Linked DNA regions of Mus musculus: region 1 is linked to region 2. A link is a contact called in public ChIA-PET data. All regions are on one chromosome and are shown on one strand. Each heading gives the region's core, a stretch centred on a gene start, on an enhancer-like site or on the middle of the called end of the contact. The rest is flanking DNA. Distances are from core to core; before and after follow the strand shown. Region 1 holds the start of Arfgap1 (ADP-ribosylation factor GTPase activating protein 1). Region 2 holds the start of Dido1 (death inducer-obliterator 1).

Region 1 (2,700 bases), core at 166-2,665, 270 kb after region 2:
TCATCACCACTGAGAGGCACAGTCACCATGGCTGCCCTCAGCCAGAAAAAAAAAAAAATAAGCAAAGCAGCCCAACAATGGCTAGATGTGTGGTAGTGGTGGTGAGGCCATTAACACATCCTCATGATAAAAGTAGAATCACAGAACCCTTACCGGAGGTTCCAGCCACCATTTTCTTATGCCCTGGGCTTCACATGGTTATGTGTATGTGTTTAAGTTTATAGGAGGTGGAAGGTTGAGCCATTATATCTGGCTTAGATTTTGTTCTTTTGTTTGTAAAGGTAGGATTTCTTTGTATAGCCCAGGTTGGCCTGGCACTCACTCTGTAGACCAGGCTGGCCTGGAAGTCAGAGACCTGTCTGCCTCCCCAGTGCTGCAATTAAGGAATTTGCCACTTATGTTCTTAGTAAGCTTCCTGTCCCCTGCATTTGGCCACTACGTTAGCCTGCAGAGGGCAGGTATGAGTTCTGGAACATCCTGGTATACATAAGAGCCTTTCTCACAAAAACAGAAATGCCATGTTATGAAGCTAGGTGGGGTGTCTATAATTCCAGAACTCAGGAGGCTGAATCGAGTTCCAGGCTAAATTAGGCTATGATGTGAAAGTCTATCTCAAATAACAATATCAGGCTGTGGTTAAGTGACTTAAGGCTACGTTTTTTGTTTCTCTCTTTACACAAAGCTCTAAACCTGTGAAAGAAACTCCAACAGTGGATGGAGAAAGGGATCCACTGTCCCTTGAGGTCCCAACTGTATGGATCTGAATTTGATAAAATGCCTCACGGTAAGTTTCGATGCAGGTACGTTTGATTTGACCTCAATAAAACATTGACTTTTGGCCAATTTGAAAGTCAAACGAGCCGGGCGGCGATGGCTCACATCTTTTGATCCACTCGGGGGGGCAGAAGCAGGCGGATCTTAGAGTTGGAAGCCAGCTAGCTCCAGGGCAGCCAGGGCTACACAGAGAAACCCAGTCTCTTAAAAAATAAATAAACAAACAAGTAAATAAAAATAAAAAGCCCAAGCAAAACCGTCAAAAGGCCAATGAGGAAGGAATTAGTGACACAGGGCGGCCCAAAGTGAACACAAAACTAAAACCCGCCGGCTACTAAATACATTGATTTGACCAGAACTGCTTGCCCAAGTCTATTTTAAACCACGGGTCGGAGTTCGAGTTGACAGAAGCCACGGGAAGTCCCTTGTTCCCGGGCTTGGTCGAGACCGTGGACGCCCTAGAATCCCGCTGGAGATAGCGCAGCCCGGATCCATCTGCGCTGCCCTGCCGCACTGCCCACGCAGAGGCAACCCTGCAAACCTGGCGCTCAGCCGAAGGTTTAGACAGACCGGAAAAGAAGCCTCGCCTCGGGCTCGCGCACAGAGGCGGAAGTACCGCCTCGGAGGCCTCCCATGAGCCCTTGCAAAGCGCGACGTAGCCGGAAGCTGCTGGCGGCTGGTGGGGGGATCTGAGCGCCTAGTCCAGCTTGGCACCTCGGCCGGACCCGACCTCCTGGGGGCAGCAGGTGAGTTTGCGGCCAGGACACCGGGCATCCGCGGACCCTCAGTTCCTTGCCCTTCCGGCTCTCAGATCACCCAGTTCCTGGCCCTGTAATCCTCGATTCTGCAGCCCTAGGCCCCTGGTCCCCCAATACCGTGACTGTCCGACGCCCCCGGTCTTCAGCCCTGACTTACTCCCCGGTGCCTCCCGCGTACCTCCCATTTCCCAGCTTCCTGGCCCCGGGTTCTCCAGTCCTTCGACCCGTGACGTTTTTGTTCCTCGGACCCCAAACTCCAGGATCCCAGTGTGCGGCCGTCCAGACCCCCCCTCCCCTGCCTCCCGGCCTGTGAGCTTTACCGCCCTTCAGCCTAGCGGTTGCAGGGACCTACGTGGCCCCTCAGCGCTCTGGTCCCGAGCAGTCTTGGACGCAGACTGGTTCTGCACTGCCCACTTTGTCGGGAAAGGGCCTCAGCCCTTCACTTCGAAAGAAGATTCTGTCCAGAGGTGCCGGTAAGCCAGGTTTTCTAACCTCAGTTTGTTTGATTTTTCCCTTCTTGGTCTCTGAAGTGAGTCCTCTGCGGAAGGAGGAAAAACAAAACATCTCAACAACAGACCCCCACAGGATCAAGCTTCTAAACTTTTTCTCAATTGTACCTGGCAATAGAATATACTGTATTTGCACTCTTAAGGCACCCACAAGTCAGAAGTAATATACACTGTTCCATAGCTGTGCAATGTTTAGAGCATTGAAGCCCTAACTATAGTTCTGGACGAGGTGATGATCTGATATCGTCTGTTCTTCAGAGTGAAGAAGCATAACTTAGACATGGGTTCTTTGTGTTCTCTGAACGGTTTTTGGTCACCCATACTGTGTAGCCTTAGGGCCAAGCTATGTCCCTAGATGTCCCCTTTGACCTCAGATGTACATCACGTCCCATTTAAGAAGCAAATGTTCTCTAGTGTGACATGTAGCTCACTAAAGTTTGAAATCCTTATTTGCTTCATTATCTACTAGGTATGTCTGCCTGAAGGAAGAGTATTTTGTTGTTTTTTTTTTCATTTCAGCTATTAAGAATTCTTAAGGGTGGGTGATATGGATACCAGGTAGGGGTGCTTGCCACAAAGCCTGACTACCTGAGTTTGATCCTGGTACTCACTTGGAGGAAGGAGATACTCAGCTCCCACCTTCTAGGCTTCTAGGCATG
Region 2 (2,700 bases), core at 190-2,689:
CAAAGAGCTCACTATCACTGGCTGCAAATCACACAACCTTTGTAACCGAATCAACACAAAACCTCAGAGACTACTGGGTTTCTATAAAGGACCCAGTCATCTAAGACTTAAAGGAGACTCCACTCAGCAACAATTTCTTAGTTGGGGCTTGAGCATAAGAAACAGATTCTACAACACGGATCACTATGTAAGGATCTAAGTGCAACATGAATCTTTGCTCTTCTGGGTTAAACCGAAGTCACCTAGTATCGAAGGGCAGATGTGTAACATGGTAAAACATGCTGTGCTGACAGAAGTGTACAGCCTGGCACAGACAGTACTCATATGCTGAAGAGAAATCATTACTTGAGGTGCTCAGCACTGACTGAATTAAGACTCTTTAGCCTATTAAGACAATACCTACCAGAAGAGGTACAGAGAGCTTTTCTGACAGTAGAAAACTTCTGCGAACGACAGAAGGCAGGAAGACATCCCACCTCGCCTTCAAGACCTACCTGAGCTCTCCTCAGGTCCCCTAGCACACGTTCTCAACAAGCTATTATGATGCTACACATGCACTGATTGGCAGGAGGAAAGTGCTGGTCATGAGTGCTGGCAGGGGTCATCAATTACACAATCTTTTTTGTGTGCTGTTTGTCATCCTTACACAACTGAGTTTGCCTGACAAGTGTAACAAGGAGCATCCTTTTGTGGAAAATCAAATATACACAACATTCCCAATCAAACCCAGGGCCTCTTACTCAAGAGTCACTGTTGAGATCAATCTACATTAACACACACCTGGCCACCAACACTGGCAAGAGGCAATGAGCGCCCAGACAACGCCCAGGCCCTACACAGGGCTGAGGCTGGATCTTCCCCGAAGTCCCCCATGAGATATCTGCTCGTACACCCGCAAATTCGCGCCCAGGCCCAGTCACGTCCTACCACGAATGCCCTACCGCAAGTGTCGAGAACCTGCGGCCTCGGGAGGCTGGGCCCCTAACTCCGACTCAGAATCAAGGGCTCCACAGCCTCCCAGACCCAGACCATCTTGGACTACACAAGACAACCGGTGATTTCGGCAGAAACCAGACGCAGACCGCCCGCCCGGCCGGCCGGCCTCGCGCGCTCCACCGCGATCCCTCAGCCCGGGGCCGGAAAGGGCCCCGCGGGCCGCGACGCCATTTTCTCGGCGCCATCGGCGCCGCTCGCTGGAACTAGGCTGCCGGCATGGCGCCGCTCCACCTTGTCCGGAGTCCAAGTGCCGTTCGGGTCCACACGGCTTCCGCCCTCCTTCACAGTACAGAGTCACTTACCCCGGCCGCCGGGATCCCGCAGCCATTTCCAGAGCTACCACGGATATAGAGCAGAGACCAGCGAGACTACCGTCCTAGAGTGGTAGGCCGCGCGGCAAGCGGAAGAAATCGACCGGCCACCGAGCTACGGCGAGGCTAGAGCGGCTGTGCCGCCCTTCTTGCACGCATGCGCCACCCGGGTTCCCCGGAGCGCCAGCCTGGTTGGCCGGGCACGCTTGACAGATTCCCGCGTCCCGAACTAAGGGGCTAAGCTGGGAGCCAATGCCACTAAAAGGTTCCTCCAGCTATCCTTGAACAGCACCCGGCCCAGCATTCCAAAAGCTTAAACTCTGTGTCTGCAGGGACTGGTGCTTCGGAACAAACCAGCACCGGATTCCGGTGGGAAGGAGCCAGGAAAACCTCAAAGCCCTGCAGCTCTCGCCTATGGCAGGGCGTGTGCAGAGCGGGGAGGGGCGCCAGCCCTACAGGGACTCACTCCCTCATACTATCCTTTACTCCTTGCCCCGTCCATTTCTTCCTAAAAATGGACCAGGAGCCAAAGTCCAGGCATTCGTGCCTACAAGGGCCCCACCCCCAGTCCCCTCACGAAGGCATTTAAGAATTTCCCCCCCTAGCGCTAACTACAGTGATATTCCTTCACTGTCCCCCATATTACTTAAGGAAACCAGAAAGAGGTCGCAACGTGAACACTAGCCACATTGCTCTGAGGGCAGTTAATGCCGGGATAGACGCTCAGCTTTGCCCCATACAACCAGCTTCTTATTTATGTAAGCACACAGACACAACGCTAGGAAGCCATTCTTCTGGACTCTAACTTCGGCTTCCTGTAACAAACATGTGCTCCGGTCTAGTAAGGCCTCTCTCACATTGTAGAGGCCTCCAATGCTCCATTCAGAAGCCCAGGTCTTGAGTAGTTTTCTTTCTAACATTTCCCAAGATTACATGACAGCTCATGGGGCTTCCTTCAGTACAGTAGAAGGCTGCTTCTGCTTCCCTTGGTGAGATCCTTCAATACCACCTTTCAGATTCTAGTCAAGGAGGAGCCTACCCTGATTACTCAACTCTGCCCTTGAAATAAGTTCCCAGCATCCACAAGCGGCCAAACAACTCCAGTTCTGGGGATCCAGTGCCCTCCTCAGGCATCAGGCACCCACTGCATGTACACATACATAAAAGCAGACCATTCATACACATTAAATAAACATTTTTAAATATAAAAAACTAAAACCCAACATTTAACTTACAGTTCATTTTATTATGTGCAGTGCTGGAGATGGAACCCAGAGCCACCCTAGGGCCATGCTAGGCATGGAGTAATCTGTAACAGCTAACTTTAGATAAAATGCGTTTACTTGCACAGCACTGAAGAATCCGATAACAAATCACCAGCTGCTTTGCACGG

Evidence for each region. ChIA-PET counts read pairs in DNA pulled down with a chosen protein or histone mark.
Region 1: a contact with region 2 is called in an RNA polymerase II ChIA-PET map of memory CD8 T cells, with 90 read pairs. The contact joins the promoter of Arfgap1 here to the promoter of Dido1 in region 2. A contact is called at or near these places in 4 of 39 promoter capture datasets (the 3T3-L1 cell line, cranial neural crest, liver and 1 more), 6 of 484 Hi-C or Micro-C datasets (the G1E-ER4 cell line, forebrain, natural killer cells and 3 more), 11 of 115 datasets of contacts at active chromatin or transcription factors (the SCID.adh cell line, astrocytes, effector CD8 T cells and 6 more) and 3 of 9 other capture datasets (adipose tissue, liver and pancreatic islet).

Annotation. Positions count from the first base shown.
Region 1 is chr2:180,965,810-180,968,509 of GRCm38.p6, forward strand. It overlaps Arfgap1 (ADP-ribosylation factor GTPase activating protein 1), which reads left to right and starts at 1,416. Exons shown (of 14, transcript NM_145760.3): 1 at 1,416-1,520; 2 at 1,793-2,005.
Region 2 is chr2:180,700,663-180,703,362 of GRCm38.p6, forward strand. It overlaps Dido1 (death inducer-obliterator 1), which reads right to left and starts at 1,440. Exons shown (of 16, transcript NM_175551.4): 1 at 1,299-1,440.